Linked DNA regions of Rattus norvegicus: region 1 is linked to region 2. The links are chromatin contacts, called in public Hi-C maps. All regions are on one chromosome and are shown on one strand. The core of a region is the stretch at or near the end of the contact, and the rest is flanking DNA. Distances in the headings are between cores, read along the strand shown.

Region 1 (5,877 bases), core at 1,717-4,216, 68 kb before region 2:
AATCAGCCTATAGTCAGTCTCTCAAATGTTCCAAAGACGCCCACGTTGCTGTAAGTTTGTTGGAGTCTGGGTTTCAGCAAGATCCACACTGATTGGTGGGTGTGTCTCTTGCCTGTCTTTTCCTCAGGCGAGGAAGGAACTCAGAGCTCTGTGAAGGCTACTTCACTGTCTTTTAATCTTAGTCTCTCCATCAGCAAATACCAAGCTCGCCATGTACCTGTTACACTCTTATTACTGCCATAACCACACCACACACACACACACACGCACACACACACACACACGCGCGCACACACACACATGCACACGTATACACACACACAGACACACACATACAGATAGATACATGTTTTAAAAAGCTAAAAATGAACCTGTAGACTACACTCTCTAACCATGTCTGTGCCTAACAGATCCTCTGTGACAATGGCTGTTTTGAGATTGTGCTGTTAACTAATGATTGGTGGTTTCCAGCTAAAACTCCCACCCCATGCCCCAATCCCTTTGAATTTACCACCACAAGAACCAGAAGCTTTTGATGGTTACTGATGATCTTAGATGATACATACCACACTTGCAACCCATCAAGACAGAAAGCAAATTGGTCATCACCAGGGGCTAGAGGAGAGGGGGATGGGAAGCCTCTGATGGCTTCATAGGGTGAAGAGATGCGGTGAGGAAAGGCCTTGAAACAAGGTAAGAGAGGGGGGTTATACCACATTGTGAATGTCCCAAATGCCACTGAATCGTTTGTTCTCAAAGGTAAATTTCATGTTATGTGCATTTTACCCAGTAAAAATAAATACAGTCCACTTGACCAATTTCAATCAACTCAGCTCTGTTAGAATGAACCACACCCTGGCTGTACCACTATTTCAGACCATATGAGCAGAAGACAGAGCTTCTGGGGAAGTTCAACTCTCAGACCATATGAGCAGAAGGCAGAGCTTCTGGGGAAGTTCACTGGAGTTGAGGAATCACAGTATCAGGGATTGCTTGGGGGGGGGCATGCTCGAATTGGGGGGTCAGCATAGGAGAATCCCCTTCTGATGAGGTGAGCCTGTCAGAGTCTGTCCCTCAATTGGACACAGGTTGCCCAGAGGAAGGGGTCTTCAGGTGAGCAGTTCACATGCCTAACATGTGTCTATACCTTTAGGGACCGTGTGTTCCATAGCACCTCTCATGCAAAGGGCTTTCCACTGTCAGCAGGAGTGGAGGAAGGGCAGGGGAAGGACCCCAGAAACACTGTCCTCTGGAGATGGTATTTGGATACCTGGCATAGAAGGACCCATAAAGCCCAGGGGAGAGGAAGCCTCAAGTGTCCCCTGAAGATATTCACAACCTTCCTCTACGTCTCCTCAAAATCCCTAAGTACAGGGAAGGAAAGGGGCCAAAAGAGTAAGCAAGGGCTGGGAAGCGGGCTTCGGTCAGAAGACTTTGCTTGTATTTGATTTTGCAGAACCCACACACACCAAAAGCTGTGTGTGTGGTGTGCAAATACTTGTAATCCCAGAGCTGGGAAAGCTGAAATGAGTGGACAACAGGTGCTCACAGTTAGACAGTCTGGGCATAGCAAAATGCTTCAGCTCAAGTGAAAGACGCTGTCCCAAAAAACCAGAACAAAACAAGACAAAACACCTGCTGAGATGTTTGTGGATAAAGACTTTTGCGGACAAGCAGGACAATACGGACGTGATCCCTGGAGCTCAGCAAGTGGAACAAGAGAACCAACTCCCTCGAGCTGTCTGTGCAGGAAGGTCCACTACTAGACTCACACTTTCCTTCTTTTAAAATATTTTTTTATGTGTGTGTGTGTCTGTGTGTGTCTCTGTCTCTCTGTCTGTCTGTCTGTCTGTCTGTGTGCGTGTGTGCATGTGCCATATCATGTGTGAATAGGTGAAAGGATACCTCTATGGGATGGATTCTTTCTTTCGATTTTTAAGTAGATTCCAGGGATCAAATGCAAGTTGCCCACCCCAACCCCCGGCCATCTCACAGGCCTAAATTTACTGTTCTCTATGAACTTAACCCTCTCCTAACCTAAGAGAAGCTTTGCATAAGGCTTCCTTCCTTTCTTCTTTTCCTCTTCCTCTTACTCCTCCTCCTTTTCTTCCTCCTCCTCCTCTTCCTCCTCTTTCTCTTCCTCTTCCTCCTCCTCTTCCTCCTCCTCTTCCTCCTCCTCCTCCTCTTTCTCTTCCTCCTCCTCCTTCTCCAACGGGCCTCATGCATCCCAGTCTGACCTCTAATTCGCTAGTAGTTGAAGATGATCTCCAACTCCCTGTGTGTGAATGAAGGTGTGTGCAAGCCTCGGCAGCTGTGTGGAGGTTGGGGTAGAACCTCAGAAGTCGGGCTGAGTCTCTTACCTTGTTTGAGGCAGGGTCTCATCGCCTCTGACTAGCTCATGGCTAGCTGACCATGCCATGGGCTGGCAAAGCTCTCCTGTGTCTGCCTCCCATCTCACCCCAGAAGGGATCACAGACACGCACTACTGCATCCAGTCTTTGCATGGGTTCTCATATTTATACAGTAAGTGTTTTACCCACTGAGCCATCTTCCCCATCTAAACTTTGAACCTCTGATCCTCTTGCCTCCACCTCTCAAGTGCTAAAATTATAAAAGTGCAAGAACTCTACCAACTGAGCCATCTCTCCAGCCCACGGCTAAGCCTTCTGCATTAAGAACTATCAGAGAGTTCAAGATGTCTGAGCCCAAGAGTGATAAGGGACAAGGCCAGGAATGCAGCCAAGCAGGTGAGCGATGGCTGGATGGTGGGCAGCTCTGGGTGCCATCTTGGAGAACTTGGGCCTTGTGGGAAGAGCGGAGCAACCATGGCAGACTTGGTTATAAACAGACAGGAAGACTGCGTGAATGCACAAGTGAGAACGAGGGTGGGTTCTGCAGCGGCAGGAGGGAGATACAGAGAAGGCATCATCGGGAGAAACAGGGGCAAGTCCAGCCTGGAGGGCTGTCAGTTGCAAAACGACATCCGATCCAGCCGGAGGTGGAACCGTCCTGGGTAAAAATGGAAGCAGCCAGCGATTGCTATTTATAAAAATAACTACAAAGGCTTGACAACCCAGAGAGAATGCTGAAAAAGTAAATTGAGGGCTGTTGGGGAAATGTTCAGTGATTCTCATCTTCAAAGCATTTCTCAGACATGAGCTCATGGCTCCTCCTTCCAGAGCAGTCCAGGGGAGAAGGACAGTGGGGGAGGGGAGGCAGAACATGGGTAACCACCCCACGGGGGCAGACACCCACCAGAGGTGCTGCTACTCTCCAACATCACTCCCAAATGTTCACTTTTCTAAATGGCATCTTGTTCCTCTCACCTGCCTGGTATGTTGTGACAATGGGGAGAGCAGCCACAGAGCAGCCAATGCCAGGAATTGGGCTAGGTCGCCATTAGTGCCAGGACCTAAGATCCAGGTGACAAAGGCCAGGAAACAAGAGACTGCCTGGGGTCTCTTGCTGATCAGGGGTCACTCTGACAAAGGATGGAGGCAGACCTCTGGCGGAGACATGGGGGACTTGGCATACTTAAAGTCCCTCTTGTGAGGGGGTTCTGTGGATACAAACTCATGCTTGTGAGACAAATGTGTCCCTCACTCATCAGACCAACTTTTAATTTCTGATCCTCCTGCCTCCACCTCCCAAAGGCTCAGACGATCAGTATGTGTCATCATGCACAGTTCATGGAGTGCTGGGGAGACTTTGTGTTTCTTGCCGAGTGCTGTGGATTGAATCCAGGGCCTCATGTGTGCTAGGGACACGTTATACCCACTGAGATTTGTTCTCGGCCTATGGCTTCATCTTTTATGTTAGGGAGTAGCAGAGAGTTTACCAGAAGAAGTGCTTGTCCTCAGACAAGGTGACAGGGAAGGCATGGAAGGCACCAGAGGAATAGGAGGCATATTTCACCACAATCCCCCCAATAGTTGGAAAGAGCTAAGAGCTGGCCAAGTTCCTACCGCTGTGAGCCCTACATGGAGGAAGTAGACTGTAGTATTGGGGCATCTCATCTAGCAGCAGTGATGAGATCTCAACCCATCTCCCTGACGCTCTTACTCCTGCTTCTACTCTGTCCTCTCCTCTGGAAACGTCTATGAATGTTCCCAGAAGGAGAGCATGTTTGGTAGCTCTTCCGTGTCCCCAGCAGCCCAGAGCTGGTTTCGTCAAGACCATCCATCCCATTGAGTTGTAAGTAACTGGTTGCTTGTCTCCCAATGAAATCCCAGCCTTTCAGGCAACACAGGAGCCAGCCTCCCCTGCTTGCTTATAGTTTGTGCTTTCCACAATTCGTCTCACCCAGGTCTCCTGCAAGGAGACCTGTAATTGGCCTGTGTCTTAGGGCAGCCTCCCAAGAGGTCAGGGTAAGCAGAAAAGCTAGGGTTGTTGCAGTAAAAATAAAAATGGATCAGAGGCTACCGGTACCGTGTGGATCCACGGGAGCCATGCACTCCGGCTGTCCCTCTGCCAGCCACTTTCACACACTGTCCTTAGCCAGCTGTTACACACCTGACACACATATCGAGTTCTGAGGGCCGTTCTATCATGGCGCCACACCACGCTAGCCCCAGGCATTCTATAGCCTAGCACAGCTTCCAGAACTGAGACAGTTTGTCTCTCTGCCTGCCGGGAACTTTGCTCACATCCCCTGTAGCCCAGTAAAATCAAAGCTCTAGAAACTTGTAGTTTAACAATTAGATTTATATGTTAAATTCTCAATCTATAATACATCCACACAATGAATTTATAACCAATTGATATAAACTGCCCACCTAGATAGGATAAATTTGCCTACAGAAATCCATCCCAGCTACCTTTGCAATTCAAGACCACCCAGATCTGGGTCATCATTCCCCATCTCCATCTTGATTCTCCCACTTCTCCTCCTCTCTCCTTCCTAGATCTCCCTCCCCCACCTACCCTTCCTTCTCATTCAATGACAGGCTTTGCCTTATCCTGGACCTGCCTTGCTGCATAATGACATCATCCTACACTGGGTTAGGTCAGGAATTAGGATGCTGTGATTTGAATATCCACTCGGAGGAAGTGGGTCACTGGGGGTGGGTCTTGAGGTGTGATAACTCACCCCCACTTCCTATTCACTCTGCTTCCTGACTATGGGTCCAGTGTGACCAGCCAAACCTCCTGCTTCTGCCATTAGGCGTCTCCAGGGACATATCCTGTTGAACTGTAGACCAGGATAAACCCTTCCTTCCTTAAGTTGCCATTGTCAGGTATTTTTGTCACAACAGGGAGACCATTATATGTGGCCTAACCTGCAGGTGCAGTGACCAACAGGTCCAAGGGAAGATTACATTCCAAACGCTCTCAGTGTATAAGAAAGGACCGAGTGCTGGGGTTCATCAGTGGACAGAAAAGGTCATGGAGTTTAAATGAGCGATGAACCGCATGTACACAAATCAACAAGGTAACCCATGTTGGGGAATGTAGCTCAGTGGTAAGGATTTTACCTAGGACGTGGGAGACCCTGGCTTCACTCCCCAGCACTGACTGACTGTGAGGTGTCCATGCTGTGACCGGACCAAATGCCCTTGAACTTCTCCATAAAGTCTTCCTCGAGTCCCTTTTCTATAGTCAGGACTTCCCTTCCTTCGGGGAAGGAGCTCAGAGGTTAAGTGCCAGTTTGTCCCTTGCGTTCCCTGCACCCATCCCTTCCTGGCTGGGAGACGAGCGCTACCAGAGATCCTGGCATGGAAAGAGCTGCCAGCTGGTCCCATACCCACATCTTTTGAGTAAATTTTTCCCAAGCATATGTACACACACAAATACGCCTTCTGCAGAATGCAGTGAAATTATCTATCACGAAGGCTGGGGAAAATATGAGGCCATGAAGTCAAAGCTATGCTTTGGGAC
Region 2 (5,744 bases), core at 1,539-4,038:
CAAGCAAGGTATATCACAATTTTCTTATGAACAATGTGCTTAATACATTTAATGTGCACTTGAGTGTACGTGTGTGTGTGTATGTGTGTATGTGTGTGTGTGTGTGTGTGTGTGTGTGTGTGTGTGTGTGTGTGTGTGTGTGTATGTGTATATACACATGTGGAGGTCAGAGGACAACTTACAGATTCTCTCTCCTTCTATCATGTGGGTTCTGGGGATCAACATGCTGCCCCAAGTGAGTCTGGCCCATCTAGTTTTATGTTATTGAGTTCAGTACAGAAAGTATGAGACTCTTTCTTCACTGAATTATAGCAACAACTAAGCTAGTCTAATGTCTTATATTGCCATCATTTTACTTTATTTTAAAGTCTAAAGCATTAGAAAATGCAGTTGCAGCAAAGTAGCACCCTTCTTCCTTCTCCTGTTAGTCTCCTCCCACCCCCAGGGCTCTTTTGCTTTCATGTTTCATATTTATGAATAGTTTCACTTATCTGCAAAGAATTTTGATGACTAGGGATTTAGCTCAGTTGATAGAGTGCTTTATTCATGAAGTCCTGACTTTGATCCCCAGAAAATGAACTGGTTGAGGTGTGCACACCTATGTCCCAGATGTGGAGACAGAAGTATCAGGAATTCAAGATCATCTTGGCTACATATACATAGTGAGTTGAAGCTAGTCTGTGCTCCATGAGACCCTGTTGGTGTATTTGTTTAGCTATTTTATTGGGTTCTTATATCTACCACCCTTCTAAACCTTATTCCACCGTAATCCCTTTCAACTCCCTAATACTAGATAGGAGAGAAGGAAGGTTAGAGGGGAAAGGAGGTTATAATACTTCCTGATGATTAGGAGTATTGGGTTCCTAGGGGCAAGTCCCATCTTTGTTGGCAGAATATCCAGCAAACCAGCAAACCAGCAAATGCAGCAGCAAGGAGTAGTGTCACCACAGGCCCTCCCAGTGCTCTCCCCTTTAAAACCCTTTCAACAGTCCCTAGAATGCCAAACATAACTATCTGCAGCTGGCAAACATCACTTCTCTTTTAGAGCACATGACAATCATAGTTAATGTCTGTGGACAAACTGAAACAGCCCCATATCCCACACTTGGGATTAGAACAAAATCATATTCACATAATATAATTGGGTTTTAAAGAAAACAAAATCTTACAAGACCCTATCAAAAAGAGACAGGGTTGGTGGGGGGCATAAAAGCCACCAAGCCTAAGGATCAATTTTATCCTTGGAACCAAATGGTGATAGAGAATTCTGACTCTTAGAAGTTGCCCTCTGACATGTACATGCATGCTGTGGCATTAGTACATTCCTTACCCGTACAGAAAATAAATATTTAAAATGAATAGAGACCTGAAATATAGCTCAGTTGTAGATCACTTTTATAGGTTGCTTTAAGGCCAGCGATTTAATGCCCAACACTGAAAAACAAACTTTTACAGAATTTGGACTTACTACCTATGTAATTGTTTTTAAACAATTATGCCAGCATAAATTAAACAAAACAAAAACAAAAAGACATTCTAATGTGAGAGAGGAGTGTATGCATTTTAAGGTCAAAGGAAAACTTGGTGTTGAGTTGGTTCTCTTTTTCCACAATGTGGATCCTGGGAAATGGAACTAAGGTTCTCAAACTTGGTGATAGGTACCTGTATCTGCACAACTGTCTCATCAACCTAGCTTTGTGTGTGTGTGTGTGTGTGTGTGTGTGTGTGTGTGTGTGTGTGTGTGTTTGTACACTATTTTTACATGTTTCTTGAGTTTTCATCAGCATTTTCTATCAGTTATTTAAGTCATGAGTTGAGCATACTGTGATAGGTAAAACAAGTCTGATCACCTATTTTGTATTGCCTATGAATTGTAAGGGGACTTTAAATTTTTTTTAATTCTTGGAAAAAACATCAAAGGAAAAATAATATTTGAGGACCTGTGAAAATTATATGAAATTCAAACTTCATTATTAGTAGTTTTATTGGAATACAACCACACTGCTTTGTGTTATTTGTGGCTGATTGCATTCTATAATGCTAAAATTAAATTGTTGCACTAGAGATCACCTGACCTGTAAAACCTCAACTTTTACAACTCTAGCTCAGGCTGGAGAGATGGCTCAGCAGTTAAGAGCACTGCCTGCTCTTCAACAGGACCTGGGTTCAATTCCAAGCACCCCCAGAATTCATCAGAAGTGTCTGTAACTCCAGTTCCAGGGAATCTGACTTCCTCACATAGACCTGCCAGCAAAACATCAATTTACATTAAAAAAAATACAAAAATTAAAAAGTATGGCTTCTTATAGGAAAAGCTTTAAAATTTTTATTTTATGTTCATATGAGTATTTTGCCTGTGCGTGTGTGTATGTAACTATGTGACTGTGGGTATGCCTGATGCCTACAGAGGCCAGAAGAGAACTTTGGATCCCTTAAAACTGGAGTTACAGACAGCTGCGACATGCCATGCAAGTGTTGGAAACCAGACACTGGGCTTTTGGAAGAGCAGCGAATGCTCTTTGAGCCTTCTCTCCAGCCCCCTCCATGCAGGAATGTTTTATCAGCTCTGGTCAAGAATATTAAAGTTACTAGGATTGTTTTATTCCCTTGTTGTAGTTGTATTACCAATTATGCAGTTAGATTTATTTATTCAAATTTTGAAAGCATAGACCTTTAAACAGTTTGGCATTAGAAATGATTTAGTTTTAGAACTAGGGAGTATGCAGAGACACTGTAGTCTTGCAGTTAGTTCGTGTAGTCCTGGACTGTCCAGTGGATCATCATTAACTGGAAGTGACAGCTTAAATCTCAGTAAAAACCATTTGAGCCTGAGGGTAACTATCTCAGTGCTGGAGTCTTTGAGTTCATATGAAAGACCTGAGTTCATATGTTCAGTCCTCAGTTCTCATTAAAAGGCAATCCTTAAGCCACATGTATCACATTTTAAATGTTTACTCATATTCATTCTATTCAACAGAGGAGGAAATCATAGCTCAGAGAAATGGAGTGACTGCTTCAAGAAAGAAGCTGTGGTTGTTAAAATTTAGGATATTTATCTCAGTGGCTTTCCAAGCATTCTAAATGTTTTTGTTGTTACTAAAAACAACCTATGCAGTTGATTTTAAAATTCTCCTGCAACACAGTAACTTCAGAATATTTATTTTAAGAACTAATAGTTGGTGTAATGGGTGCCCTGCTTTTGCTGCCTCCTTTATTCATTTGTACAACAAAACTTTTTTGTTGTACAATGACTTATTTAGGAAGTCAGTTTAGAAAGTTTTTTGTTGTTTTGTTTTGAGAGGTTAGGGAGGAAAAAGCTAAGTTAGATAAAATAGCAAAACTAATACTGATTGTCAGGCCTCCTGTAATCTCCCCCGCCCCCCAACACATAGGAGCAGTGAATTCTTATCGTAGTTTAACTTTTTTTTTTGGAGTCAGGATCTCTCTGTTAAGCCCTGGCTGACTTGGAACTTAGTATGTTTCTAGGTTGGCCTTAAACTCAGAGATCCACTCTCTTCTTCCTCTTGAGTATTGTTTGCCACCAATTTAGGCTAACCTCTTAATATGTAATGATAGATATGATTAGAATAGAAATGATTTCATTTCGGTTCTCAGTTTTCTAGTAGTGTTGAGGTAGGTTATACAGTGGATCAAATGGTAGATTCTTTGATGGATGACAGAAAACCACATTAAGAATTATTTTAGCTTGCAGAAGTAAAAGTCATTAAGATATGGTGGGAAGGGTGTCTTTGTGATTAGGTAAATCTGTATTCAAGTGCTTCTCCTAGTTTTGCTTGCATAATCTTGGGTCAGTCACCTAGTCCTTCTAGCTGTCATGCCCAACCTTTTAGCATACTTCAGCAGTGTTCTCTTCTCAAAGTGTATGCTTGAGAGCTGTGCACAAGTTAACACACACACACACAGGCAAAAAAATAACAAAAAAGAAAACCCTCAAGGTTGTAAGTTTATAGGTTTTTGTTTTGTTTTTCACATCTGCATGTGCTATTGCCATGGCCTGGAGCAAACTGCTGCAGCCAAGGGGATTTCTCTCCATGGAAACTAGTGGCCAACCTAGTGAACAGGAGCAATACTTCAGGCCACTGCAGAACACATGGAGTCCAGGGGTGGGGCACAGGCCTTGGTAGCACAGTGTGGGTGGGGATCCCCTAACAACCCTTGGGTTACATGAACCTATAGATCCATATGGCATCAGATGTCTGTGCCACCTAAGTTTAAAGTTTGTGTTGGGTGGTTTTCATAACTACCCTTGGCCATGTGTGCCTGTGGGTTACTGGTTGGACATCTTTGCATCTGCAAAGAGATAAAAATAGTGAACTATCACTGTTTTAAGAGTGAAGTGATAGACACGAATTATTCTAGTTTTTATTGGTATCTAATAAGCTGTGCCAACACTTAGCAGTCACCATTTTATGATTTGTCGATTCTATGTGTGAGGAATTCTAATGTAACAGGGCCTGGAATGATTACTGTTTTCTTTTCTACAATATAATATATGCTTACTGGGCTGGGAATACCTGGGAGTCAGAATGCTTAGGGAATAGAGGGCCCTTTCCAGGCATGCTTGTTTATGTGTCTCATGACTCAAGCATAGGCTCAAGGGAGGCTATAGATTGGAGCTCTTACTTATGAACTTTCCATTGTGGCTGAGGGAGGGAGATATACTAGCTGAATTTTGAGAGAAGTGTCCTTAGAATGAGTAGTCCAAAAAAAAAAAAAATGAGAGCATAAAGCCTCTGATGGTCTTAGAGTCATTAAGGCATTTTCTTCAATACTGGCAATTAAACAGTGTCCTATATGCTAGGCAAGCCTTATTTCTAACCCACCAAATGATTTCTGAATACTTTCTATTGCTTAGCTAATATATGCTCTAGAGGAGATACCATGCTTTGAATAATTCTTAGACCACAGGTTGCTAAATTGATTAAATAGACTAGTTAATCTTTGGAGTCTGATTCCAAAGATTATTAGATCATTTTCTAGCCATCTCAAGTTGTCAGTGTTATGCCCCCTCTGTTAGCCTCTTTTTTTCAACTTTAGAAATAAGGCTGATATTTTCTATGTACCATTTATAGTAATTAGGTATGCATACAATGTATATCTTTCAGGTCTGGTTTTAAAGCTTAGTAGATCTATGTAGAAGAAACTGCTTATGTTAAAGACTAGTACTGGATATTAAATGTTTATTTATTTGAGACAGTTTGTCATAGATCTTAGGTTGATCTTCAGTTGGTTTTATAATCCATTATAACCAAATATTTCTGATTCTCCTGCCTCTACTTCCCATGTGTGGGGTTTAGAGGCTTGGACTATCAGGCCAAGTTCATAATTTAGGTACTAAAGTTTTCAAAGTAGCATGCTGCCCCCTAGGGACAGTATAGTATTTAATCAATTGTGGAAATTTCTAGTCTTTGGCTTGTATAAGCTTGTATTTGGAATAAGTATTAATGTTAAACAGCATTAAGTTTTGGGTTTTTTGTTTGTTTGCCTTGCTTTGGTTTTTAGTCCTTTCCCCTTCCTCCCTTTTAAAAGAGAACTAAGCCTTTATTTCTATGTTTCTCAAATGAAGCTGACTGAGTTGGTTGCTTTGAGGGGATAGTCAAAGAGACCAAGTACCATATCCTCCTCTGATTTCTGACTCTTTTTAGCCTCAGCCTTGGTTAAGGTAGCCAGCAGTAGCAGCAGGGGCAGCGATGATGTCAGTGCTGGTGGCATCCACCTTAAGG

The links. Hi-C and Micro-C count contacts between places; a contact is called where the count stands out from the background.
Region 1: a Hi-C map of psoas muscle shows a contact between it and region 2, with 2.6 times the contacts expected there. The contact joins two enhancer-like sites. A contact is called at or near these places in 9 of 12 Hi-C or Micro-C datasets (the A7r5 cell line, Schwann cells, frontal cortex and 5 more).

The regions. Positions count from the first base shown.
Region 1 is chr13:33,548,795-33,554,671 of GRCr8, reverse strand. No RefSeq gene overlaps it. Among named protein-coding and RNA genes, the nearest start is that of Tmem177, 28 kb to the left of the region's middle. Within about 2 kb of position 2,966, at least 8 of the 93 cell types and tissues checked have an H3K27ac peak or open chromatin away from gene starts, as enhancers often do.
Region 2 is chr13:33,480,570-33,486,313 of GRCr8, reverse strand. All of the region lies in intron 1 of Ptpn4 (protein tyrosine phosphatase, non-receptor type 4), which reads left to right. Among named protein-coding and RNA genes, the nearest start is that of Ptpn4, 22 kb to the left of the region's middle. Within about 2 kb of position 2,788, at least 2 of the 93 cell types and tissues checked have an H3K27ac peak or open chromatin away from gene starts, as enhancers often do.